Linked DNA regions of Mus musculus: all the other regions are linked to region 1. A link is a contact called in public HiChIP or PLAC-seq data. All regions are on one chromosome and are shown on one strand. The core of a region is the stretch at or near the end of the contact, and the rest is flanking DNA. Distances in the headings are between cores, read along the strand shown. Region 1 holds the start of Pik3r4 (phosphoinositide-3-kinase regulatory subunit 4). Region 2 overlaps Col6a5 (collagen, type VI, alpha 5). Region 3 overlaps Atp2c1 (ATPase, Ca++-sequestering). Region 4 holds the start of Col6a6 (collagen, type VI, alpha 6).

What was found. HiChIP or PLAC-seq counts read pairs in DNA pulled down with a chosen protein or histone mark.
Region 2: a contact with region 1 is called in an H3K4me3 HiChIP or PLAC-seq map of pro-B cells, with 3 times the contacts expected there. The contact joins the enhancer-like site here to the promoter of Pik3r4 in region 1. A contact is called at or near these places in 5 of 39 promoter capture datasets (embryonic stem cells, frontonasal cranial neural crest, hippocampal neurons and 2 more), 1 of 15 datasets of contacts at CTCF or cohesin (large pre-B cells), 1 of 484 Hi-C or Micro-C datasets (palatal mesenchyme), 16 of 115 datasets of contacts at active chromatin or transcription factors (the 230-238 cell line, the NIH/3T3 cell line, astrocytes and 8 more) and 1 of 9 other capture datasets (adipose tissue).
Region 3: an H3K4me3 HiChIP or PLAC-seq map of bone marrow-derived macrophages shows a contact between it and region 1, with 4 times the contacts expected there. The contact joins the enhancer-like site here to the promoter of Pik3r4 in region 1. A contact is called at or near these places in 1 of 39 promoter capture datasets (second pharyngeal arch cranial neural crest), 11 of 115 datasets of contacts at active chromatin or transcription factors (bone marrow-derived macrophages, cardiomyocytes, embryonic forebrain and 3 more) and 3 of 9 other capture datasets (adipose tissue, liver and pancreatic islet).
Region 4: a contact with region 1 is called in an H3K27ac HiChIP or PLAC-seq map of embryonic stem cells, with 2.1 times the contacts expected there. The contact joins the promoter of Col6a6 here to the promoter of Pik3r4 in region 1. A contact is called at or near these places in 2 of 39 promoter capture datasets (hippocampal neurons and pre-B cells), 2 of 484 Hi-C or Micro-C datasets (both in embryonic stem cells) and 9 of 115 datasets of contacts at active chromatin or transcription factors (embryonic forebrain, embryonic stem cells, forebrain and 2 more).

The regions. Positions count from the first base shown.
Region 1 is chr9:105,640,535-105,646,954 of GRCm38.p6, reverse strand. Pik3r4 (phosphoinositide-3-kinase regulatory subunit 4) reads right to left here and starts at 3,960. Exons shown (of 20, transcript NM_001081309.1): 1 at 3,565-3,960; 2 at 1,986-2,759. The coding sequence starts at 2,718.
Region 2 is chr9:105,853,865-105,860,284 of GRCm38.p6, reverse strand. Col6a5 (collagen, type VI, alpha 5) reads left to right here. Exons shown (of 41, transcript NM_001167923.1): 41 at 2,948-4,215. The coding sequence ends at 2,967. Among named protein-coding and RNA genes, the nearest start is that of Col6a6, 29 kb to the right of the region's middle. Within about 2 kb of position 2,289, at least 16 of the 459 cell types and tissues checked have an H3K27ac peak or open chromatin away from gene starts, as enhancers often do. A contact at or near this core is called in neural tube and pro-B cells, where this site is marked.
Region 3 is chr9:105,455,057-105,461,476 of GRCm38.p6, reverse strand. Atp2c1 (ATPase, Ca++-sequestering) reads left to right here. Exons shown (of 27, transcript NM_001253831.1): 6 at 399-460; 7 at 1,709-1,817. Among named protein-coding and RNA genes, the nearest start is that of Gm40564, 38 kb to the left of the region's middle. Within about 2 kb of position 2,251, at least 69 of the 459 cell types and tissues checked have an H3K27ac peak or open chromatin away from gene starts, as enhancers often do. A contact at or near this core is called in bone marrow-derived macrophages and microglia, where this site is marked.
Region 4 is chr9:105,825,344-105,831,763 of GRCm38.p6, reverse strand. It overlaps Col6a6 (collagen, type VI, alpha 6), which reads left to right and starts at 3,679. Exons shown (of 37, transcript NM_001102607.1): 1 at 3,679-3,861.

The DNA.
Region 1 (6,420 bases), core at 2,711-5,210:
AAACTTAATCTGACAATGGTGTCAGAGGTGAGACCTCTGGGAAGTAATCAGAATTAAAATCCTGAGGGAAACCTCTCTGTGAACCCAGGTAGCTTCAGAAGATAAGAAACCACCATACAGAGACACACATGTGTACTCTACACTCTGCAACATACAGAGGCACACATGTGTACTCTACACTCTGCAACATACAAAGGCACACATGTGTACTCTACACTCTGCAACATACAGAGGCACACATGTGTACTCTACACTCTGAAACGGAGGGCCAAAGTAAACAATGTCTTTCTAAAATCGACCTGGTCATGGTGCTTTATCTCAGCAATAGAAAAGTAGGCAAGACGACTCCTAAATAATAAAAGGGGCAAGGGAGCTTGGGAAGAGTGAGAGTGGTGGTACATTCCTGTAACTACACGGAAGGCCAAAGCAGAAGCGAAGTTAAAGAGCAGTCAGGGCAATGTAGCAAGGGCTGTGATGTAGCTCAGGGATGCAGTGCTTGACTGTTAGTTAGGGGAGAGCCTGTGTTCCCTTCCCAGTGTTGAGAGGAAAATCAAAAGGACATTTTACACACACACACACACACACACACACACACACACACACACACACACACACACCATAAAAAAAAACTTACGGGGGCCCCTTTTACTTAGGCCTGGCTGAATGGTTCTTGCAAAGATGATTGGCAAGAAAAGGGCCATTCTGCCACCTGCAAGGTGGTGGTGACCCCAACATCCACTGTCAACAGTCATAAGTGCATCTGTGGAGTGGGCTTCAAGAAGTGTGCCCCTCAGGCACTCGGACAAATCCACAAGTAGGCCATGAAGGACTCCAGCAGAGCCATCTGGGCCAAAGGAATAAGAAGGACTGTTGCATAGCATAGCTGTGTGCACTTGCTCACAAAATGTAATGAGACCTCGCCAACCAAGCAAGCGCTACCCTGCGCTACTCTGCAATCCTCATACCTGGCTCAAAATCTATACTAGGATGCGGTCTGATGGGTGTCAAAAACAGTTTAAAACTGCTTACAAAACAAAACAAAACAAACTCATATGGACCAGGGGATCTGCTCGGTCAGAAAAGTGCTTGCTTTGCAAGACCCAGGCCCTGAATTAAAACCCCAGAATCCACATTAAAAAAAGCTGTGTGGAATGGTCCAGGCTTCTAAGTCCAGAGCTGAAGACAGAGCTTGGATGATCTCTGGGGTTCACTGACTGGCCAGCTTCCTGCCCAGGGAGAGACCCTGCCGCAGAATAAGTAAGAGTGGACAGGGAACTTACCAGTACGGAGACAACACTGGGCTGGTTCCTTGGGTACTGCTCACTGTGCACGAGCGCGCACGCACACACACACACACACACACACACACACACACACACACACACAGCCCTCTATGAATATACACAAATAAAACCTCCATGTGACTCAACTAGCGTTCTGAGTGAATGCACAGCAATAAATTCCAACGCTAAAAAGATGCCTTGTAGGATCCTCATACACTGCCTGAAACCAACTACCCCAGCAAACGCCAGTCCCTCTGTCGGCCTCAGCTTGAATGCCATCTCTCTAAGGGAGGCCTGCTCTGACACTGCCTCTCCACCTATCACTCCCACAGAGGCTTACTTAGCTGTGTGCTTCTGTAGCAGCAACTGTGCTTCTCCCCACCACGGCAAACACCCGGGGCAAACACCCGGGGCAAACACCCGGGGAAACGTACTTTTTCTCTATCCTCAACCTGACATGTAGCCTCCTCCTGTGCCGCCAGCACTGCGTAGTGTGTGTTTTGAATGTCTGAATGAGAACTATTTCGAATTTTCTCATCACTTCTGCATGTCCAATGAGGACATCGTGTATCTGTCTGAAACCGTCTGAGAGGGCCTAGCAAGAAATCTTTGAAAAGCAGGCAATTTACGCAAAACCACGTTTCTGTTTGGCAGTAGAAAAAAAAAAATATGCAAGTTAGCTGATCTGACTGACTCACACACCTGCCGAAAAGATGTCCATGGCTCTCTTCAGCTCTCCCCGCGCTCTCTGATTGCTATTCAGGTCGACAAGCGGGGTTGAGGGGTCTCTCATGTACTCTAACTCGGTGGCGAACATCCCACCGTCAACGAAGCGCTCGGGAGCTATGTAGCATGTCCTCCTTCTCGAGGTGTCAAAGAAATAGTTGAAATCCGCTGGGTTGTCCTCGGGAAGATACGTGGGCTTAAAACTGGCGAAGTCGGTTAGGAGGACCCAGTTCCAACTGGTGACCATCACATTCTCTGTCTTGATGTCTCCGTGGCGGACTCCAGATTTGTGCGCTTGGTCCACGGCCGTCAGGATCTGGAAGGCGATCCAGCGCTTCTCGATGTTGTTTAGGAACGGGCGGGTACTGATGCGATCGTAGAGGTTGTCTCTCACATACTGCCGGAACAGCATGGCTGCTTTCTCAGACGCCTTTTCTGCTGCTTTCTGGAAGGGGAGGCAGTTCTGGGCGGAGTGGAGCCTGATTTTCAGTTCCTCCAGCTCCTGTTTATAACTAGTTAAGGGTAACGTGGGATCCTGAATTGCAAAGACCTTCACAACCACCAGGCCTTCCCGGTGCTTGGCTCGAGCGACTTTAAAAAACCGAGTGCTTCCCAGGCTCTTATCATACTCAAAGTCATGGATGTCTGAGAAATAACTCTCTACAGACAGGATCTGGGAAGGAGCGATGCCAGCCAGCTGATTTCCCATAATGCCCAGCACCTCTGGGACAGCAGCTTAACACAGAACACCTGGGTAAAAGGATGTCGAGCAGGAGAGAGATTAAAATGGAGAGAAACAAAGAAACAGTGAAATCGCCATTATTTGGCCTTTTCCTAAAAGACATCTGTACCTTTACCTACTATGTGTGTGAATGTGAGTCCCAGATCTGTCTCAAATTCAGAAAAAATTATCTAAGTAGATTTTATTACTTTTATCTAAAAATATGGTGCTACGTCATGTCATTCTTTCCAGCCGCTAAACTGTTTAATTACATACATGCCTTCAACATTTTATTTTAGAGATAAGGTCTGTGTAGCCCAGGCTTGGCATGGAACTCTCTATGTAGCCCGAGAAGTGAGTTTGAACTCCAGATCCTCTAGCCTCCACCTCGTAAGGGCTGAGATCCCACTATGCACAACGTAGTCCCTTCAACATTAAGCTAAAAATGTTAAAAACATGCATTCACTGTGTGATACTATTAAAGTCGTAAAAGTACCGTATGCCTCGGTCCTTGTCCGGGAAAACTAGTTTACTTGCAAGTAAGAAACACGCTAAACGCTTAAAAGAACGAATCACATGATACAAACGGATCATTTTAAGTCCTGGGAGGATCAATCAGATCTATAGAATTAGCATCAACTGGGCCTTGCATCCTCGCAGTGATGTCTCCCTCCTCCTAAACCAAGGCAAACTCCTCCAGTTTGCAACAAGAAACCCCGCCAGAAACATTCAAGAAAAGTAAGCCGAAATGCACACTGCCCCAAGTTACCTAACCCCACATTTTGCAGGAACTGTCTCCCTACCCCATAGTTGAGCACTCAGGAAAACATTTACCCCAGGCCTCTGGCAACTCAAAAGTCGCTGAAAGATCCCAGGGAGGTCTTGGCAGAGCTCCGAGGGGCTTGGGCGTGAACGGAAGCCGGCCAGGAGAATGTTTTCTGTGAGGGGTCTTCTTTCAGACACGGGACCGGGGTAGTTGGGGCAGGAGCGCAGACACGTCCGAGATCTAGAGCTGGGGGTGAACAACTGGGAGAGCAAACACACTCGGGACTCCGGACACCCAGCAGCCTCGCTGCCGGCTCCTCCCCTGCCGCCCTGGGCCCCCGCGGGTTCGAGTCCCCGGATCCCAGGGCCTTTGCAGCAGCCCTGGACAGGGACAGGGACAGGGACAGTGCCCGTCCAGGAAGACGACTTCACCTGCGGCAAACGCTGAACTCCCGGGAAAGCCTCCGGGTTGACCTCACTTCCTGTTGAGATCGGAAGTGACGGACGGAGGCTTGAGGAAGCGTTCAGTAGGAAGCCGGTTGCTAGGAAACAAGGGAAGGAAGCGTGGCCTCGCTGCCTCAAGCAGGAGGTGCTTTTCTTCACTAACTCTGTGACCAATGGCTCTAAGTAAACTTACCCACGTACTTAGAAAACCTAGCTCCCCCACTAAGTTGGATTTCAACTTTATTGAGTGAGAAGCTATGTGTCATAAAGTTCGTCGGTTTAAAAAGTGCACAATTGGGGTGACACGAACCTTTAATCTCATTACTCAGGAGAGGTAGATGGATTTGTTAGAGGCTAGCCTGTCTATAAAGAGAGATCCTCTCTCCAAAAAAAAATGTATGTATGTATGTATGCATGCATGCATATTTTGTATGTACACACACAAGTTATCTCGGTATGGCAGAGCCAAAGCTGTCATGGCTTCACAGCAGGAGTAAATCTTACAGTGAACCTACACAACACCTGGCATTTTAAGTCAACCATTGGTTGGGGAAGTGTATGCACCCTACCTCTCTGTGATAAAGACTTGGCTTCTAATGTATTCTAGGAGAGAAACCACTTTCTTCAATTGACTCCCTACTGAGTGCCCACCAGACTCCAATGGATAGCCCCAAACTCACTGCCTAAACTCAGTGAGTCTTGGAAAAAAAATATTTGAAAGTGCTGGTTAATTAGGGGTGGGGGTATTACAGTAATCACATTATACATGTATAAGATTGTCAAAAAATCAAGTTAAAACCATTTTTCAAAGTGTCAAGATTGGCTGGTTTTAATTCTTTATTCATTCTATTTTTGAAAGCAAGGTCTCGTTCTGTATTTCAGGCTAGCTGAAATACATCCCCCTGCCCCAACTTACTGGGTGCTGGAATTACCTGGGTGCATCATGGTAAAAAGAATGGGTCTTTGCTGGAGTTGTGTTCTAATTTTCTTGCTTTTGCTACTGTGCTGGTTCGAATGAGAATGGCTCCCAAAGGGTTGTATATTTGAATATCTAGTCCCTAGTGGGTGGGCTATTTAGAGGACTAGAAGGTGTGGCTTTATTGGGGGAGGTGTGTCACTGGCTTTGAGGTTTAAAAAGCCTAGGCCAGGCCCAGTGTCCCTCTCTTGCTGCTGCCTGTTGACCAGGCTGTAACTCTCAGCTCCTGCCTGCCAGCTGCGATGATTGATCCCTGCCACGGTGATCTTTGACTAACCCTCTGAAACCTTAAACTGTAGCCTCCCATAAGCCTGAAGCAGGCTAAGCCAGAACTTGATCTTGCTGCCACTAAGGAGATTATCTAGGGTGGAGCCTAGAGCACTCTATTGTTCTGCCACTGCCGCTGTTCCCCTTCAAGATACTGCTACCTGCTGAGAGGCCCCAGAACTATTCTAGAGACTACACCCTATTCTGCATGTCATCACCTGCGGCTGGTTCCAGGCTCCAAGGATGAATTGGCGGGAATGGACTTCCCCGCCCCCTCTTTTATAAAGCATGTCCACCATTAAAAATTTGAACCTTGATCAGAACCCTGTCTTGGTTCCATCTTCCTCTGGTCGCCTAGTTTCCCTCTCTTTCAGCACCGGCCTGCTATTCAGGTGTACCCGTCCTTGTGAGCCGCTGGACGGCTCGCAACATTAAGCAAGCCGCTTAAGAAAATACTTTCTTTTATAAGTGTTGCCTCCCCAGCACCAAAGAGGAGAGGGAGAAAGCGGTTGTTTTTAATATATTTTTACAGTTCTATAATAGCTATAATCTGTTTCACCAAAAGGAAAAGCCTGAAGCTGTGAGCTAGCCCTCGGCCCCTTGGCCTTTACGTTCTGAGAAACTGCTAAATTATTTTCCAAAGTGCACACAGCCTTACATCCCCACCAGCACAGTGTGGGGCTCCTGATCCCTCTGTGTCCTTTCTAGCGATGACATCATCCATTTTCCATTATTAGAGCATCTTGGTGGGTACAAAGTGACATCTCCTTTTGGTTTCATTTGCAGTTCCCCGAGGATTTAATGACGTTGAGCATCTCCTCGTGTACCTGTTGCCCATTCATTCGTCATCTCTGGAAAATGTCTACTTAAATCCTTTGTCAAAGCCTTAGATGTAGCTTGGTGTTTGATTGTCTGGTCTGCTTGGGACCTCAAGGTCAACCCCCTGGAGTCTCAGAATCAAGTCATAAATACTTTGTATGCAATTGATTTTTCTTCTTTTAAAACCTTTTTAGGTTTATATGGATGGATGCTTTGGCTGCGTGTGTTTATCTGCACCACATTCATGCCAGTGCCTGTGGAGGTCAGAAGGAGGCATCAGATCCCTTGGAACTGGAATCACATGTTAAAGATGAGTGTGAGCCACCACATGGATGCTGGGACTCAAACCCAAGCCCTCTGCAAGAACAAGTACTATAAACCTCTGAGCCCCCTCTGAGCCAGATGTGCACAGTGGTGCA
Region 2 (6,420 bases), core at 1,040-3,539, 220 kb before region 1:
GGCCTACTGTTGTAGATCCTGAGTGCACATCAGAGTTTTTAAATAAGAGTCCTTCAACTAGATATTACGATGTAGAAGATCCCATGCTCCTGGGAAAACAGCAACAAGTCGTCTGGGTTTGCGGGAGATTTCGTTGTCTTTCATGAGTTGGTAGGCACTGAGTCTGAGAGAGCAGCTATCGTCAAATCAGTCCAACCACAGACACTGTCTGAGGAGCTAGCTTAGAGAGGTAGGGTTTTGTGCCCACTTAGGAAATAGTACTTGAATGTTTCTTCAGTCACTGAGCATCTGACGTTGGGCATGCCACTCTGCCTCTCTGAACCTCCATTTCCTTGACTGCAAAGTAAAGACAGTAACAGAGCTTATGTCAGAGCCTAAGGTGAACAATGCATGTATGTGATGTGCTTCAAACGGCATGTGGCCTAGGCTGAAACTTCAGTGAGTGCTAGCTTTCTGCAGCTGTGATGAGTGACAGAGCTGATGGATGCTTGTGTGGACAGCTCACCAGACTGGGCAGGAGGAGTCCCTGATTGTTAACCTAGCGTACAATCCCTAAAGCTCTCCCAGCTGCTGTGGTCTTCCACCACTGCTAATGAGGAGCTTGGTTAAAGTGGGTATTTTCCCTTCTGGGGTACATACATCGTCTCTAGTGGACACATAGAGACTTGCCAGAATGTGGTCGTCTAAGGAGCTAGTCCTAAAGAACATGTTTTATGTGTGAGGAATCTCGGAGGCCTTCTTCCATCTCTTACAAATGCCCTGCTCCTTCCCCAGGCCCCCCATGAGTGTGGCAGGTCTCTTAGCCATCCTGCATCTGATTAAGGTGCTGTGGCCCAGATATAAAATCTTCCTAAGATGCTTTGGAGACTGGGTGGAAATGGTCAGACCAGAGTTAGAAATACTACACAAATTATCCATATAATTAATACATTTCCAATACAATGTTTACTTTTCCCTGCTAAAATGAGCAAAGTTTACACATATAGGCATTTGTGGTAAATTCTAGTAATATCCCATCTTGATAAAAATTTGATACCTAGACTTATGACATAGGAAATTAAAACACACACACACACAGAGAGAGAGAGAGAGAGAGAGAGAGAGAGAGAGAGAGATCTCCAACAGGAAGGTATGATTGGGCAAATAATTTAAAGTTTAAAGCATTTGAATCGTTTACAGTTGGAATGAAATCCTATACTAGAAGAGGGATGGAGGTAGAAGTTTAAGGAGAGAAATGAACACTATAAGTTATCTGACGTAAACATATTTTATACAATGGACAGCTGATATCAACCACTATGGAATTTAGATTTTGTTGGATAAGCTAAAAGAGAAACATGGCCATCAATGGTAGAGTCTGTTTGTAGTTTAAGCCCTCTGGAGGTCAAGGCAGGATGATCAGGAGTTCATGGCCAGTCTGGGCTACATGATACCCTGTCTGATAAAAGAAATATGGAAGTGTCATTGAAAAACATGTTAAACTTTGTTATTGTTGTATGTCTGAGTGTGTATGAGGTGTATGCATATGAGTGTATTATGTGGGGTGGGGAGGTAGAGGTCAGAGGACCCAGGTTTTTCTCTCTCTTTGCCTTGTTTGGAGGAGGAGGGGGAAGGAGGAGGGGAAGGAGGAGGAGGAAGAGGAGGAGGAGGAAGAGGAGGATGAGGGAGAGGAGGAAGAAGATGAGAAAGAGGATGAAGAGGAGGATGAAGAGGAAGAGCAGGAAGAGGAGGAAGAAGAGAAAGAGGAGGAGGAGGAGGAGGAAGAGGAGGAGTAGTGGTACATACTCCAGGTTGGCTTTGCCTGCAAGCTTCTGGGATATTCTCCTGTCTCTGCTTCCCACTTCACCGTAGGAATGCTGGGATTCTAAACGCATGCTTCCACACGGGGCTTTCACACATGGATTCCAGGGATTGACCTCAAGTCAAGAGGGCTTGGCTTTTCCCTTCTGAGTCATCTCTCTGGCCCCCACGGAAGCTTTATTTTTAAATGTCAGCTTTTACAGGATGTTGCAGTTACATACTTTTAGTGCCTTTTAAATTGTTAAAAAAATTTAGGATTAGAATTTTAGAAACTTTCCAAGATGCAGGGCAAAAGGACATGACCTCTCCCATGGAGACAGGTACTTAGCTAACTTCCCCTGAGGTGCTCCCTGAGTTGACAACCTATGTTCATGAGATCCATTCGTGGAGTAGTCACAGGAGAGTCCATCACTCGATGGAGGAAGCATCCTAGGGAAGAAGACACCAAATGAAGTGCTATCCCAGTAATGTCCCATAGAGGGCAGCCAAAGCCTGGGTCTGGCCCGGAGTTAGGCTTTTCTAAGTTAGGAGGCAGAACTATCCTGAACAGAGGCTGGAGGTTGGGTCTTCCTCCCTCCCAGATCGCTGATGGATGGACCCAGAGCTGCTATAGGGCAAGGCCATTCATCGCAAGGGCTCATTGAGCCACTCAATTGCGCAACAGCACCCTCTGAGGGATAGATAGTAGGTGCTGGTATTAGCAACCAAAAACTTACATGGCGGAGGTCAGGAGCAGGTGGATGGGGATAGGGGAGGAGTGTTGTCCTGTAAATGAATTCCATGAAGAGGCCACAGGAATTCTGAGCAGAGCCAGACGTTGCAAACAGTCATTACCCCCCTTCAAATGATTATATAATAATTCTATCTGCTAAAGCCACTAAGCAGGGAATTTCAAATCATGGGTAGATCAGAGAGACTTGTGTCTGCAGTCCTTTGCATTATACAGTTTTACCAGTGGTCACGTTTTTTTCTCCATGGACCTAGATGACTCTAGGTTGGACTTTTAGTTTGACTGTTGAAGATAGCAAGGATTATCGTTGTTTCTTGTGTTTGTTTCATACCTGGCACCTACAGGAGTAGGCTCAGGAGGAAATACTGTTATCCAATATCATGACGCTAAGAGCAGGGTGTCTTTCATGCTTTACAGATGGCGAAGATGCAAGATGAGCTTTCAGGAGAGAAGAGTGCTCGCTGGCAGATGGGACTCCCCTGCGGCAGTAGTTCCAGCCAGAAAATGCCAATCATTTATTAGAAGGGTCGGGGCAGGAACTAGAACTAAATTTGCTTCTCAGTCCCAAACCTGAGGGAGAGACTCTTCAGGATAGAGACATCAAGGAACAGACCTTCAAAACTAGGACCGGGTTTCATCTCTCAGGAGGAATGGGACCACTGAGCAAGAAGAGGCAACAGCCTTCCCCGTGACAGCTTGGTTCACTCGCTTTGATCACTTTGGTGAGTGCCTGCCAAAAGAAGATGTTTGTCATGATCGCCATCACATCTACATCTCAAATTAGACCCTTGAGTAAAAACAGTTTGTAATTGGAATGTCCCAATTGTCTTTTTTTTTTCTTCCCATTTATACAACCCTAAACTCTGTGTCGCTGGTTCCCATAGGACCCTGAGATTACATTTAGCACCCGTTACCTATAGTCAGTGGGTTTTCTTTACCAGGACATTTATAGAGTAACAAATTCATAACAAAGAAAGGGGAGGAGAAGCTGCCTTGTGAGCTACCCGCTCGTGCTGGGAACACTTGTTTTCTATTTTAGTGTGCTTTGCATTGTGTGGACTTGAGTTTTGCTGCCAAAGAAATCATGCCAACATGTGAACCTGGAAACAGAGCTATTCTCAAACAGTGTATCAAAACAGACTCTAAAACAGAAAAAGAACAAGACAATAACAACAACCCCAAGTCTGACCCAGAAACTTATTCTGTGCATTCTTATTAACTGTAGTCTCACTCAGCCCAGGAAAGCACATTAAACCTACTTAGGAAACACACATACAGGACAAGACAAAGCAGTAGTGAATTTGTTATACACTCGGTCAGTTTAACATGGAGTATGCAGGCAGTGGAGTACTGTTTAGGCATAAAGAAGAGTAAAGTCATGTGACTTGTGGGAAGATGGACAGAACCGTAGGCGTTCGTGTTGATTGACATAAGCCGGCTTCATATGTCTTCTCCCATACGTGGAATTCCAGGACTGGGGGATTAAGAGGATGAGAAAGTAAAGCAGATTTGGAGGGGAGAGGGGAATAAAAGGAGACTCAGAGGAGGTGAATGTTATCAGAGTGTTTTACATGCTGTCTGGAAATGGCATAATGAAACCCATTATTTTGTACAATTATTATATTCTAATAAAATCACTTGATTTGGTTAAGGCAACAAGTAGTTGCCAAACCAATGAGCATGTGAAAATGACTATGCTGGTGGGATAACACACGGACAATTTCATATGTGTTCCACATAGTTTTCCTTACTGTGACCGTTGTCTTTTATATAATTGAAAAATAACACAGTCGGTTAATTTTAAGTAGCCAGTTATTGCTTTGGAAATTTCTAAAACAAAGCCTATTTAATAGTTTTGTTTTTCTCTAAGAACTTTTGTCAGTGTGTCTTAATGGAAGCATGAAGGCCACAGCAGACCCTTAAATCTGATAGCGATAATGGTGTCCAAGAATGTGAACCAATAGACACCACACCGCTGGTGGAAGATTGTTACAACTCGGGGCAACACTGAAGCAATATCTGTCCCGTATCTAACCATATCCTTCAGCTCCATCAATAGGTGGATATATTAAGCTTTCACACATATACACAGGAACCATAGGAAACTATACGTTGTGACAGAGTTAAAAGCAACCATGTATCCTAATGTATCATATGCATATAATGATATTTCAGGGCAGTCAAACCAATAACTTGAGCTGCATTCATAAACACATATGAGTCTCAAAGAGAGTATCAAGCCAGAAGAAGCTGCAGGAAGCTGCACTGTGGCATCACGCATATATTTAAAAGCCAGAGAAGCAATGCCCCAGGTCCTTTATGACTACTGAGGTCTCTAGTAAAAGAGGAGAGAGCCTGGAAAGTCAGTGCCAGGAAAATGGACACTTTGTGACATCTAAAGAATGGCTGTAAAAGACAAGATAAACAGAATATCCCATCATCCCCTGCCTCTGCCTCTCTCCACAGCCTGGGGTGGAGCAGGGGCAAAGGTAGCACTCCAGGGAAGGGGATCAACACAGGCACTGGTGAGGAGTTCTCTAGCCCCTGCAGGCCTATGGCCTAAATAGACGAGAGACCTGAAACCTGCCCAGGAGCTGGGCATTGGAAAGGAGTCTGCTCCATCTCCCCTAAGCCAAATGCCAGACTCCACGATGGGAAGAGGTAAGGTGGGGCATCTAATGGGCACCATGATAATGTATTTCTTCTTAAGGGCTTAATGCAGAAATTCTTCATACATGCTGAGATGGCTGGTAATATATAGTTTAAGAGAGAATAACGAAGTCATGGGGGGGGGAAATCAAATGCAAAATGTAAGTAAATCCTTATATACATTTAAGATCATGTCAGGAATTAGAAAGGAAATAAAAAAAAAAGCTATCAAATCTCATTCACCCTGAGGAGTTTGCAGTAAGCATCAGTCACCAGAGTTAGAACCATTCAAGAGACAGTTGAGTGGTCACATGTCACATGTGTAGTCACAGAGTGTCACAGACACAGGAGAAGCCATTTAAGGTTGCATAGAGCACAGCACAACTTGATGTGTATAAGAAGCAAGTGGGACAGGCTGGAGAGACAGCTCAGCCATGAAGTTGATTGCCTTGCAAACATGAGGACCTGAGTTCAAGCCCTAGAGCCCCTGTTAAAAAGCCAGCCATCACGGCAAATGCTCGTGATCCCAGCACCGGGGAGGCAGATAGGCAGGTCTCTAGAGCTCAATGGCCGTCCAGCCTAGCTCCAGACCTGTGAGAGACCTTGTGTCAAAAACAACAGGGAGAGAGAGAGAGAGAGAGAGAGAGAGAGAGAGAGAGAGAGAGAGAGAGAGAGAGAAGAAAAGATAAAATGGATAACATTTAAGGAATAAGAAATGCCATCTGAAGTATTCTCTGGCCCTTACACGTACAGTTCACGTGTACATACACCCTTACACACCCACATGCACACAGGCAAGAGGAAGATAATGGACGCATTATTTCACTAGACAGGCATTTCACTGTAACTGTGAAGAGCTTCCTGATGAAGTACATATTTTGGCCATTTAAACCATTTTATTTGGCCATCTATTTGTGTATACTCCCTTGAGTGTGGGGGAGGGATTACTGTAGCTTATACTTTGAGGGTACCATTTATCATGGAGGGGCATACATGGTGGGAAGAGCTGAGGGAACTGGTCACCCCCCCCCATCTGCAGTCATAAGCAGAGAGGTCAATGCTGTTGCTCATTCTCCTTTTGAGTCAGTCTGGGACCCCAGCTCACACAGTCTGGCTCCACCAGCCTGCAGGGTGGTTCTTCCCACCTCAGTTAAGGCTCTCTGGAAACACAGACACCTGCAGATGGGTTATGGTGACTCTATAACAGACTCGTCACAGAAGAGAAACAAGAGTTAGAGACA
Region 3 (6,420 bases), core at 1,002-3,501, 180 kb after region 1:
GTGGGCTTAAGTCCTCGCAGCAAAGGTTGCAAACAGATTAAGATTTTGGTTCTCTTGGTCACCAAATACCAAATGTAAAATTATCTTAAAAATGAGGCTCACTTATCTTAACTTTTAGTGTACTCTTTGGACACAATAATTGGCTTTTATTTCCATCTATATAATCTTTTAAAATATGTAATTGGGAATATTTAATTTTCATAATTGTTTGATTACTATAATTTAGGGAAAAATTTTTATGGGTTAGGAATATAAGGATAAATAAATCAAGATATGAATTGGGAAAAAATTTTAAGCAACAATTTTAGAATAATATTTTAGTCTAAAAGGACCATACATATTTGAATTTATTTGTAAGTGTTTTTGTTAATATTAAATTCTACTTTTTGTCTAAATAGGAATATCGTTCAGAAAAATCTCTAGAAGAATTGAGTAAACTTGTGCCACCAGAATGCCATTGGTATGTTCCTTTTATTTGAAAGAGAGTTTTACAACTTAAAAAACAGAAATTGAATGTGACCAGTTACAATAAGCATATATATGTCTGTCTATATGTACACACACACACACACACACACACACACACACACACACACACACACGAGAGAGAGAGAGAGAGGGACTGTTGAATATGACGAGAAAAAGTCTGTCTCTGGTCAGGATGGCAGACATCCTACTGGTGATGTTTTGAGATGGCTTTATTCAGCAGGCTTTTTCCTCTTTTTATTCGTGTGTGTGCATGTTCATGTGGTGCGTGAGTCCAGGCTTGCATAGACCATGACACACCTGGGAAGGTCAGAGAAACGTTTCAGACATTGGCGTTCTCTTCTCACAAGTTCTGAGGCAGTCTCTTCTCTTCTACCATATATTTTGGTCCTTCTGGGAACGCCTGAGGAGTCTCTGTATTCCTACCTGGTATCTTCCTGTAGGAGGGCAGGGATGTAGCTGACGGCCCTACTGAGTCCGAGTCCAGTTTGTCCTGCCTGTGATTTAAGTGCTTCACCCTAGGTACTTACTAGTGTTCAAGAGTGCGTGTATGCCGAGCACTCTTCTAAGCAGATGATGAGGCATCATAATGAATACATCTCAAGACAGCCTTAGTGCTCATCATTGATCAGCCATTTCTACCGACCTCACCCTCCCCCAACACATAATAAGAGCACATAGCTAATCAAGTGATTACGGTTTAGGATTTATTTTTGATTGTTTATTTTTATTTATTTATTTTTTAAAGACAGGTCTTACTACATGGCATTGGTTGGACTGAAACGTGCTGTGTAGACCAGACCGTCTTCAAACTCAGAGATCTGCCTACCTCTGCCTCCCCAATGTTGGGATTAAAGGAATATATCATGATGCTTAGCGTTTTTATTTTGTTTTTAAAGATTAACTTTAAAAATATTAATCTTTAAAGTTTTCTAAAAATCGTGTGTGTGTGGTATTTACATGATGTATACGTGAGTGCAGGTGTCTGAGCAGGAAGGAAGTGTTAGATTCTCTGGTGGTGAAGTTCTAGGCAGGTGTAAGTTGTCTGATGTGTGTGCTTGGGAGCCATGGTGGCAGATCCTCAGTAAGAGCAGCATGTGCTTCCTCACCACTGAGCTGTCTGTCTGTCTAGCCACAGACACAGAGTCACTGCAGTTAAATGGACTCTTAGAGAGAAACAGTATGGGTTTCTTACCGTGATGGTTTCTGTTTCATGCTACAGTGTGCGTGAAGGAAAACTGGAGCATACACTTGCCCGAGACTTGGTTCCAGGTGACACAGTTTGTCTCTCTGTGGGGGACAGAGTTCCTGCGGACTTACGCTTATTTGAGGTAAGTTTAGGGTATATGGATATTGATTAATGGCAGTTCTAACGATTAACACATAGTTCGTGTGAAATGTTTAGTATTCTGCCTGAAATAGTGACAAGCGTAAATGTGTTTCCCTCCGTGAAAGATAGCTGTTCCTGCTGTAAAGTCTTTAGGGTGTCCACCAGGTCAGTCAGCACACTGAGTTAGGTGCTGTACCAACAGAAAGAGAGGATAGAATTTTGTTGATTTGTGAATCCATTAGGCACGAACAAAGACAAACTCCATAATCAGAGGAATCAAGAGTATAGGAGCTGAGAGCAGAGACATGACTTCTGATGCAGCTGGAAACATAGAACGCCGCACACAACACCAACGATGCCGGAGAACAGAGTGGAGCAGGAAGGGGAGGGTGTTAACCTCTGGGAGCATGCCAGTAGACGAGCCTCTTGCCTCACGCTGCGGTCGTGAGACTGTCTGACTCAGCTCTGGCGTAATGCACTACCCAGCATCGCCTGAGAATACCATTGCAGTCTTAGAAAAGAAAAAGTCAAAAATGGAAGTATGGTTTCTGCTGAGAGTGTATTTTGTTTTCTCAGTAAGAGGCCGAGCTGCCCAGCAGTGCATGCTTCCTCTATGCTTCCTCTGCGATGCATAGAGCTCATCTGGGATGGGATGGCTTGAGATTCTGTTCATGAGACCAGTTCCTGCCCAGAGTGCTGCTCCACCCACCTCAGTACACAGTCATCAAAAATCCATTGTTTAGATTTTTTTGAGGCAGGTTCTTCCAAATGAGTTCTTTAAATATAGATCAGGCTGGCTCGTAAAGTATAGATCAAGCTGCCCCTTCTTTTGTCAGCCATCATAGGCTTTGAGCCACCCTACTTGGCCTAAGCATTATTAGAGATATAATTCCCATATAAGATGTGCTCAGTTGATAGTGTAACATTTACTGGTGGTCAGGCTATTCAGAGGTGTTCAACCATCGCCTCCGTCACCACTTTCCAAAGACTTTCCTTCTCTTTCAGCACTCACTGTGTTCTTGTTCTTGACACTAAAGTATGCTTGCTTATTCTCGACATTTCATTAATTGAAATAGAATCATAGAACACACAGACTTTCCCCTGTCTGTCTCACTTAACATTTTCTCAGGCACATTCTCTAGTGCTTTATTACTTTCTATTGCCACATAATTTTTTGTTTTATGAACATGTACATAGTAAGTGCAGTCCACTTATATTTGAAAGGTCGCTTGTAGGGAAGGGCTGGGCTTCTGCCGTTTTATGACTCATGTCCCGGCAGTCCTGCTCTGTGGGAATGTGTGTACAGACCTCTCCACTCATGACTTTTTTTGTCTGAGAAATTTTCCTGTGACTCCAAATGTAGGTATATAAAATATGTCTGCAAATTAAGCATTAACAGATAATAAATCAAAAAACCCTTAAACCAGTTCTTTATTATGCATATAATTTTCCATTTACTAAAGGGAAAACAAGTTTACCAGTGAGATGGAGTGCTTTTTAATTCTTACATAAAGAATTAGATTTTGGGCTAGAGCGATAGCTTAGGGTTAAGAGCAGTTGCCTCTTGCACAGAGCTGGGTTTGATTCTGAGCACTTACATGATGACTCACAGCTCTGAATAACTCCAGTGTCTGGGGTTCTGCTGTTCTCTGTGATCTCTGTCACCCCCCTCTAGTCCAACAGTGGCTGTCTACCAATGGAAGGTCCAAGAATGCATCTGTAGTTGCTCAGTTCATGAGGCTGCACATCTCTGCCTGGTCTTCAGTATACACTGGAATCCCAAAGAAGTAGGCCGTAATGCCAGTGAAGGAATGAACTTGTTAGTGAGACCCAGAGCGAGAGCTAGAAGGGCATCGAGAGAGAACAAGCTTCCTCCTTTCATGTCCTTTATATAGACTGCCAGCAGGAGGTCTGACCCAGAGTAAGTGTGGACCTTCCCACCTCAAAACATCTGGCTTAAAGGTGCATCTTACTAACTACATCAGAGATCTGGATTAGAAGTTGGTCTTCTCACTTCAAATGATTTAGTCAAGATAAAAATTCCTCATAGGTGTGTCCAGCAACCTGTGTATTAAAACCTGTGTATTAATCCCAGATGTTGTCAAGTTGGCAACCAAGAGTAACCATCACACCCCTGTTAAATTTTAAGGGGTCATGCCTCGAAGTTTTGATTCCAGAGGGAAGAGTGCTCCTACCAAGAGTCATGATAAATATTCCATTGAACTGGAAGCTCAGACTTCCCCCTGGTGGGAATAGGAAGCTGAATTTTTTTCCCTAGTGAGGCACTAAGGCTGATAGTTAATAGAAGTATGGCAGGTGAGAGCAATGAGTGTATGCATGTAGCACTCAGCTTGTTTTGATTTTTATACTCTTACACAGGTCTGCATCCTCTGCCTAAGGAATGGAACCACTTGTAGTGGGTAGTTCTTCCCATCTCAGTTAATGTAATCAAGATCATACCCTACAGCAGTGGTTCACGACCTTCCTCATGTTGTGATCTTTTAATATAGTTTCTGTTGTTTACCTCAATCATAAAATTATTTCATTGCTGTTATGAATCATAATGTAAATATCTGATAATGCAGGGTATCTGATATGTGTGTGACCCTCCCTCCCCAAAGGAGTTATGACCCACAGGTTGAGAACTGCTGCCCTATAGACATTCTTAGAAGTCCATCTCCTGAGAGATTCTAGATTCTGTCAAGTTGAGGACACTAGTCATCACAGTGAGCTTTTAGTTCAGTGAGAAACCTTACCTCAAAAATGGGCTGAAGAGTACATCTGTCCCCTAACAAGGAAATGTGTCTAGTGGATTTTTGAGAAGCAACCTATAGTCCTCTGGCAGAGTAGCAAGTACTCTTAGCTTCTGAGCCAGCTCTCTAAACCTCTTTTTTTTTTTTTATTTTGATAAGAAATACTTGTTAATTTTTTGTGACCCCATTATAAATGATAGTATTTGATTTTCTTGCTATTAAGATTTTTGTCATCTACCTGGCCAGAACATTTTTTGGAAAGATTTATTTATTTATTTATTTATTTATTTATTTATTTATTTTTTATATATATGTAAGTACACTGTACCTGTCTTTAGACACCCCAGAAGAGGGCATCAGATCCCATTACAGATGGTTGTGAGCCACTCTGTGGTTGCTGGGATTTGAACTCAGGACCTCTGGAAGAGTAGTCAGTGTTCTTAACGGATGAGCCATCTCACCAGCCCCAGAACATTTTTTTTTTCTTCTTCTTCTTAATAGTGTGTCTCATTGGGGATTGATTGAACTTCCTGATTATTTAGATTTGGGTTTTTCATCAAGTTTGGGAAATTGTAGACCATTATATATGCAGATAGTCTCTCTACCTCTCTGCATTTCTTCTTCTGGAATGCCTGAAATGTGTTGTTTTGCTTGATAGTGTCTCACACCTAGATCCAGTGTCTCACACAGATCTAGTGTCTCACACCTAGGTCCACTGTCTCACACAGATCCAGTGTCTCACACAGATCCAGTGTCTCACACAGATCCAGTGTCTCACACAGATCCAGTGTCTCACACAGATCCAGTGTCTCACACTGATCCAGTGTCTCACACAGATCCAGTGTCTCACACTGATCCAGTGTCTCACACAGATCCAGTGTCTCACACAGATCCAGTGTCTCACACAGATCCAGTGTCTCACACTGATCCAGTGTCTCACACAGATCCAGTGTCTCACACAGATCCAGTGTCTCACACAGATCCAGTGTCTCACACTGATCCAGTGTCTCACACTGATCCAGTGTCTCACACTGATCCAGTGTCTCACACTGATCCAGTGTCTCACACTGATCCAGTGTCTCACACTGATCCAGTGTCTCACACTGATCCAGTGTCTCACACTGATCCAGTGTCTCACACAGATCCAGTGTCTCACACAGATCCAGTGTCTCACACAGATCCAGTGTCTCACACAGATCCAGTGTCTCACACAGATCCAGTGTCTCACACTGATCCAGTGTCTCACACTGATCCAGTGTCTCACACTGATCCAGTGTCTCACACTGATCCAGTGTCTCACACAGATCCAGTGTCTCACACAGATCCAGTGTCTCACATACACAGATCCTTTAACTCTGTTCCTTTTCTCGCTATCTTTTTTATTCTGCTCTTTAGACTAGTGGTTTCTTAATTTTTATCACAACACTTTCCATTATTATGGATTTTTTTTTTTTTGTGCATACCTGGACACCAGGTACATGCCTGCTGCCCATGGAGGTCAAAAGAGGGCATCTGGTCTTCTGGTTCTGGAGTTACAGATAGATATGAGCCTTCAAATGGATGCTAGGAATTGAGATTGAGCCTGGGTTCTTTGGAAGAATAGCCAGTGCTCTTACCCTCTGAACCATCTCTCCAGCCTCTAGACTGGTGATTTTAAATTGTTTCATCTTCTAGGTTGTTTGTTGATGGCTTTTTTTTTTTTTGACATTTTAATGTTGACCACCCTCTAAGTATCTTTTTATTCAGTGTTTATTTTTAGTGTCTGGTTGATATAATAAATATTGATTGATTGAAATGTGTCATGTCTTATATAATCCAGGCCCTCATGCAATCTAGGTAGGTAGGTGCTCT
Region 4 (6,420 bases), core at 2,430-4,929, 190 kb before region 1:
CACACACCTATATACATGCAGACAAAATGCACTGGCAAAGTAAAATAGTAAATATACAAACAAAAAAATAAATAAACAAATCTAGAAAGAAATTGAAATATCGACCAAGTTCTCCAAATAGCACATGAAAAGTTCCTCAGCACCACCAGAGAAAGTCAATGCTAAACAACCCTACAATGACTGTCATTAAAATGTCAGTTGACAACCATGGGTGAGGATGTGACAAAAGCAAAGCCCCCTCGAGCTGCTGGTGGGGACGATGACGATGTGGCCCCTTGGGAAAAGTCTAGCTGTTTCTGTAAAGGAAGACCACAAAGTTCCTGTCTCAGACAGCCCAGTCACGGCCTCCTAGGTATGTCCCCAAAAGTAAACATGTACCTACACAAAGACTGCGCACAGAGAAGCGCGTTTACAGTAGCAGTCTTAATAAGAAAAACGTGGGAACATCCCAAATGTCTACTGGTTGAAAGTGTGTAACAGCCCCACAGAAGGTATTTTTTGCCCACAAAAGGAATCACATACCAATACACGCCACAACGTGGGTAAACCGGAAGCACACACTGAGGGGAAGATGCCAGCTGTAGAGTCACATACGGGTTCTTTTTTTTTTTTTTTCTGAAATACCTGGAATATGCAAGTCTTTAGAGGCAGCAAGCAGGTGGCTGGTAGCCAAGGGCTTGGGGGTATGAAAAATTGAGTACTGACAACCAGCAGGCAGGGGGCTCCTTTTGAGAAATGTTCTAGTCTTTCTAAAGTCACGTGTATCTGAAGACACGCTAAAATAGTTGACATGGACAGATTTCATATGATGTATAGCTTTAAAAGGCCATTAAGAATGATGCGTGTATATATGTGAATGTGCAGATAGAGTATTACTATAAATGATTCTACTCTTCACAATGCTTGTCCTGTAGGAATTTTATATTTAATTTAATATACTGCATTTAATGTCTAGACAGTTACTGGCTTATGGTGGTCCAACCTCTTATTTTCTTTTGACTTTATGATATACAAAAGCTATGTATACTTGGTAGATACTTTATTTCAAAATTTAAATATGGGTTTCCCCCCACTCCCCCACTCCCCGGCTATCAGTACTCTCGCCATGCTAGGTAGCAGCAGTGAGCCAAAGCTCACAGCTTAGATCATTAAGGGCAGCAGAGTGATTGATCAGCGAGACAGCTTATGAAGATGTTTGCCAGGGGGAAGGATGGATTGGCAGGGGTCCTGTGAGCTGAGAGGGAGGAAGATTGGACCCTGGGAGATCCAAGGGAAGGAGACCTGGGTAGCTTGTGGGTTTAAAGGGGGTAGATCCAGCTGGGTTGAGGTCTGAAGACAGTTCTAAAGTCAATATGAGACCCCCACCCCCACCCCCGGTGAATGGTAGCTAGCTTCCCCACAACTTTGATTTATGAACGGACTGGGTGGTTCTTGAGTCCTATGCTGTCTGTGGAGGAGCAACTTGACCTCTGCTGTGATTTATGTCTTGTTGGATGAGACTGACACAGATTTCAAAAGTGCATCCAAACACACATGGCACCCACACTTTGCCTTTAGTGACAGATGTTCCTGAAAAGGCCCCGGAAGTACAGCAGAGACCCGCTGGCTATTGGCGCATCGTGTGTCTTGTCCAGAAATCATGGGTTACACAACAGTGAGAACTTGGGGTCACTTTAGGCAACTAATTTCTTTTACACAGCTCAAGAGCCTCTTTTCTTCCTGTCATTCTGACCTAAGTGGGGAGAGGGAACCCCATTCTTTGAATGCTAGTCTCAGTTTGAAGCAGTGTGCAATCAGTTTAGACATCCTAGGATCCAGAGCATCAAGATGCTTCAGAACTGTATGTCAAAGAGATTCACATGCCTGCCATGAGCTGAGCCTGGGGTTCATTACGTCCTGGCAGAGCCAGGAGTCTCAGGCTCTTGACTTCCAGAAACCCTCCTGGCACACTGGGCTTTTTATGAGAAAATTACTGGATGGGCAACATTGGAGTGTGTAGGACACTTTGGCAAGTGACTTTGGGTGGGCTGGTGATCGATGAGAAACTGCCACTCAGAAATCTCAACTCTTTCCACATGAGACACCTGCTAATGTTGCAAATTCAGTGTCCTCTCAGCTGCCCTCTTGACCAACCACAGGAGGTATGGAACCGCCATTTTGAAGATACCTATCCTTGTGTGGAATCTCTGAGAAGAACACAAAGTCTGTGATTGATCCAGGAGACACAGTGAGGGACATTAACTCATGCCTTTATACACCATTAAGAAAGAGCCCGATGGCCCGACTAAAGAGTATAGTGGAATGGGCTGGAGAGATGGCTCAGTCCAATTCTCAGCAACCACATGGTGGTTCACACTGGTGTGTCTGAAGACAGCTATAGTGTACTCACAGACATAAAATATAATAAATAATTCTTTATAAAAGAGTGTAGTGGATTAAGGCATTTGCTGGTTCCATTTCCTGGGACTCAAGGTAGAAGAGAATCAACTCCATAAAGCTGTGCTCAGCCTCTCTCTCTCTCTCTCTCTCTCTCTCTCTCTCTCTCTCTCTCTCTCTCTCTCTCTCTCTCTCTCTCTCTCCCCCATCCCCCTACACACACACACACACACACACACAGAGAGACATGCACACATAATATATAAGTATAACTTTAAGGGAAGAAAGAAAGGAAGGAAGGAAGGAAGGAAGGAAGGAAGGAAGGAAGGAAGGAAGGAAGGAAGAGAAAAAGAAAAAAAAAGTAAGGTGTGGCCAAAGTTGCAGCTGGTGGATAGTCTGGCTTAAGTCATTCTCTGTGGCAAACCACTTCTATCTTGAACTTGTCCTCCGTGAAGCTGACACTGTGTTGCCAAATGGAACAGGTGGAACCTATACCAGAATTAGGCTGTGGGTTTCATCCCTGTTCGCCCACACACAAACTTACCTCCTCTTCATACCTTCCCTGCCCCAAGATGACCACACAGCAAGTTCCGAGAAGCAGAGTTCCGGTTCTCCCAAAGGGGACTCATGGCCCCCTTTGTCCTTCCTTGCGTTCGTTCGTGTGTTTGGGACTCTCAGATTCTAGCTTAATCTTTAGAATTTATTTGAGAATTAAGCGTTTCTACAGATCTCCAAAACTTGAGCTAGAATTGCCTTTTCTGAGTTTCCTACCCAGCAAATACCTTTCACCTTCTGTCTCCAAGTGTGTCTCTGCATTGACAGTGAGCAGATGTTGCAATTTCAATGGTTTTGTGGCCTGGGCACCTACTCAAGGTGCACAGCAGGTGGTCAGATATCTGTGCTACACTGCACAAGGCTGGATGAATGAAAAGAAAGCGAATAGAGTGACTAGCTTTAGGACAGGGAGAAGGGAGAAGTCTCTACCATTCGAAACCTCTTAGACTACCTCACTGCACCCCATTCCTCTCCTGAGCGGTTAGTACTAGAAGTAGAGAGATTGCTTTGGTGCGCTCCAGCGCAGAGAGTGAAGGCAAGCTCCAAGCACGCCCCAAAGTCCCCACCCTCCACTTTCCCCCAGGGTCTGCAGTCCAGGAGTTTGGGGGCGGTCCACGTTGCAGAGAAACAGGCGGGATAGTGCCAGCCTCCAAAATCCGCCCCCCTTCCCTCTTCTGTCACCTTCCCAAGGCTTGAGCAGCACGCGGAGCCCTGGGGGCCACCAGGGCGTGGAGAGCAGCATTCATCTGCGGAGCCTGGGGCGTGGGAGCTGCAGCCCGCGGGACCCCAGAGGCCAGAGGCTTCCTTGCCGCGCAGAGTCACATCCAGGCTCCCCTGCTCTCCAGCTGCTAAGCTATCCTGTGCTGGGGACTGTGCGCTCTGGGTGTACACTCCTCAAATCCACCCAGGCTGGGTAGAAGTTTCCCTGAGGTAAGTTCAGCAGCCAATGTCCGCTGGGAAAGAAACAGAACAGAGTTAATAAATGGTCAGTGAGGGGAGGCAGTGGATCAGCCAGTTGAGAGAGGCTACGAGAAGGACCAAGGTGAAGAAAAACTGCATTTAAAGGTCTTGACAGTGCCTCTTTGGAGGTTTTCATCCACCCCAGACAGAGTGAGCTGAATTCTATGGGCTCTGTTAGTTGTTTCTCCTTCTCCTTTTCCTCATTCTCTTTCTCCTCCTCCTCCTCCTCCTCCTCCTCCTCCTCCTCCTCCTCCTCCTCCTTCTCCTTTTCTGCCTTCTTCATCAGGGTGTTGAAGAATCAGCAGTATGAGCTAGTCATTCCCTGATTTGGGTTGGGAGTTCCCCCACCACATACTCGGGGTTCTCCTGGAATGAGAGGTGCCTTGCTCAATACTTTGTTCCCACATCCAGCATGGGGCCTGGAGCGTGGCAGGCACACAGAGCCACTTAACCAGGCAAAGCCGTTGCAAGCCTGCAGGTACACAGCATCTATGTTTCCCTGCCCAGTGTCACACTAAACTATTAAAGGTAACGTCAGGGTTTTGTTGGTGGTGCAGGGCATGAGGGAGGCAGGCAAAGCGTGTCTTTTCAAAAATCAATTCCCAGTGACATTCTACTATGAGTGGAGCCCAGACTGCCTGGCTCGTAACCAACCTTGGACGTAATTTCAACCAGAGGCCAGAAGAGGAAGGGAAAACCCTGGAACTAGGAAGTAATGGTTCGTTTCTTTGTGGCCTCTTGTGATAGGATTTCTTGTGGATCCTTTTTAGAAATTATCAGTATGGAGATGTTTGAAGAGGACTTTTGTGAATGCCAGGGAGTCAACAGGGAGAACCGGGGATCATTGAGAAATTGGGGTGTTGCTGATTACCTAAGACTCAAGACAGAACACTAGAAAGCTGTTCTTAAGGGTTTGGTTTTTCCTTTCTGCTATAGACTCCAATAGTCACAGTGCCAATTTAATTTTTAAAGATTTATTTATTTTTAAAGTGTGTCTGTGTGTGTGTAAGGGGAATGTGTGCGTGCCAGTACCTGAGGACTGCTTCAGATCTCCTGCAGCCAGGGTGACAAGTGGCTGTGCGCTGCTCAATGCAGGTGCTGGGGAAACAACTTAGTCCAGGGAGAGCTTAGTACAAGCTCTTCGTGGCGGAGCCCTGGCTAGAGCCACGTGCTGCCCATTTTAAAGGTCCTAGTTGATGGGTACCACTTTTAGTTTTGTTTATTCTTTGCATTTATTCCCATGCACAAGCTTTTGCTTCCTCGGGTTCTTCTGGAGCATCTCTCCCTTCTATTCAGCCTCCTCTTTCAGTGTAGGTCCAGTTCGTTCCTTTTGAGTCTCACGTCCATGCGGCAGGGGACGCTGAGGTGTGGGACCGTCCTGCTCTGAGCTCTGTTAAGTGTGGTTGGACATCATGGGTGCTTGGTTCACCTGGAGATGCTCTGAGACCAGAGAAGCCACATCCAGCTCCTTCTCAGATACACTCTGCAGTGTTAAGCAGGCTCAGCTAAATGTGTAGCTCTCATTCAGACACCTTGAATCTGCATGGCTGGGCCTGGGACATCTACCTATTTGCAGGCTTGTACTACTAAGGCGGCACACATTGCTCATATTTTTAAGTCACTTATTTAACTTTTAATTGTGTGTGTGCACCTGGGTGTCGCCTGTGCGTCTAAAGTGTCAGATCCTCTGGAGCTGAAGTCACAGACGGTTGAGAGTCACTGGCCCTGAGTACCAGGAACTGAACTCTGGCCCTCTGCAGGAGCAGTAAGCTCTCTCTAACCACTGAGCTTTCTCTCCACTTGGGTCCTCTAGAAGAACAGTGCTTGCCTGTGGCTGCTGAACCACTTTCTTACCGCCTGCCTCCATTGCTTCTTTAAGGGACATCTTTCAGATACTTGGTGGCTTTTCACATATACACACCCTTGATGGCCTCGGTAACTTCCTGGGTGCTCTTAAAGTGAACATAAAGATTTCACCTCTTGCTTATTATGAGTCTGTACAGTTTCTGGTCAAGAGAGAAGCCAACCATTTTCACCTGTCACCTCAGGCTACTTACAAGTTTTTTTTTTTTCATAATTCACCTTAAAATGTGTGCGTTCGTGTACATGGGGGTACAGTTGGCATGCGTGTGCCTGTGGAAGCCAGAGACTGGTGTCTGGTGTTTTCCTCCATCTTTCTCCACTTTTGAGAGGGGGTCTCTCTCTAAACCTAGGATTTGCTGCTCCAGATAGACGGACCCTCCAGTGAGGCCTGTGGGTCCTGCTGTCTGCTCTCCACCACTGGAGTTACGGAGGTGCTCACAGATGTGCCAGGGTTTTACATGGATGCAGGCCCTCGTGTTTGTGCCACAAATACTTTACTCACGGAGGCAGTTCACTGGCCGTGAGGTATTGCTTTTAATACCAGATCCCAAGTATGCCAGGGTGCAGTTACACTGTCATGCTTTTTGTTCAGAATCTTCACAATCAGGGCCGTGTGCACAAAAGTCCAGAAACCTAAAATAGCGGTTTGCAATAAAAAGCCTTAGA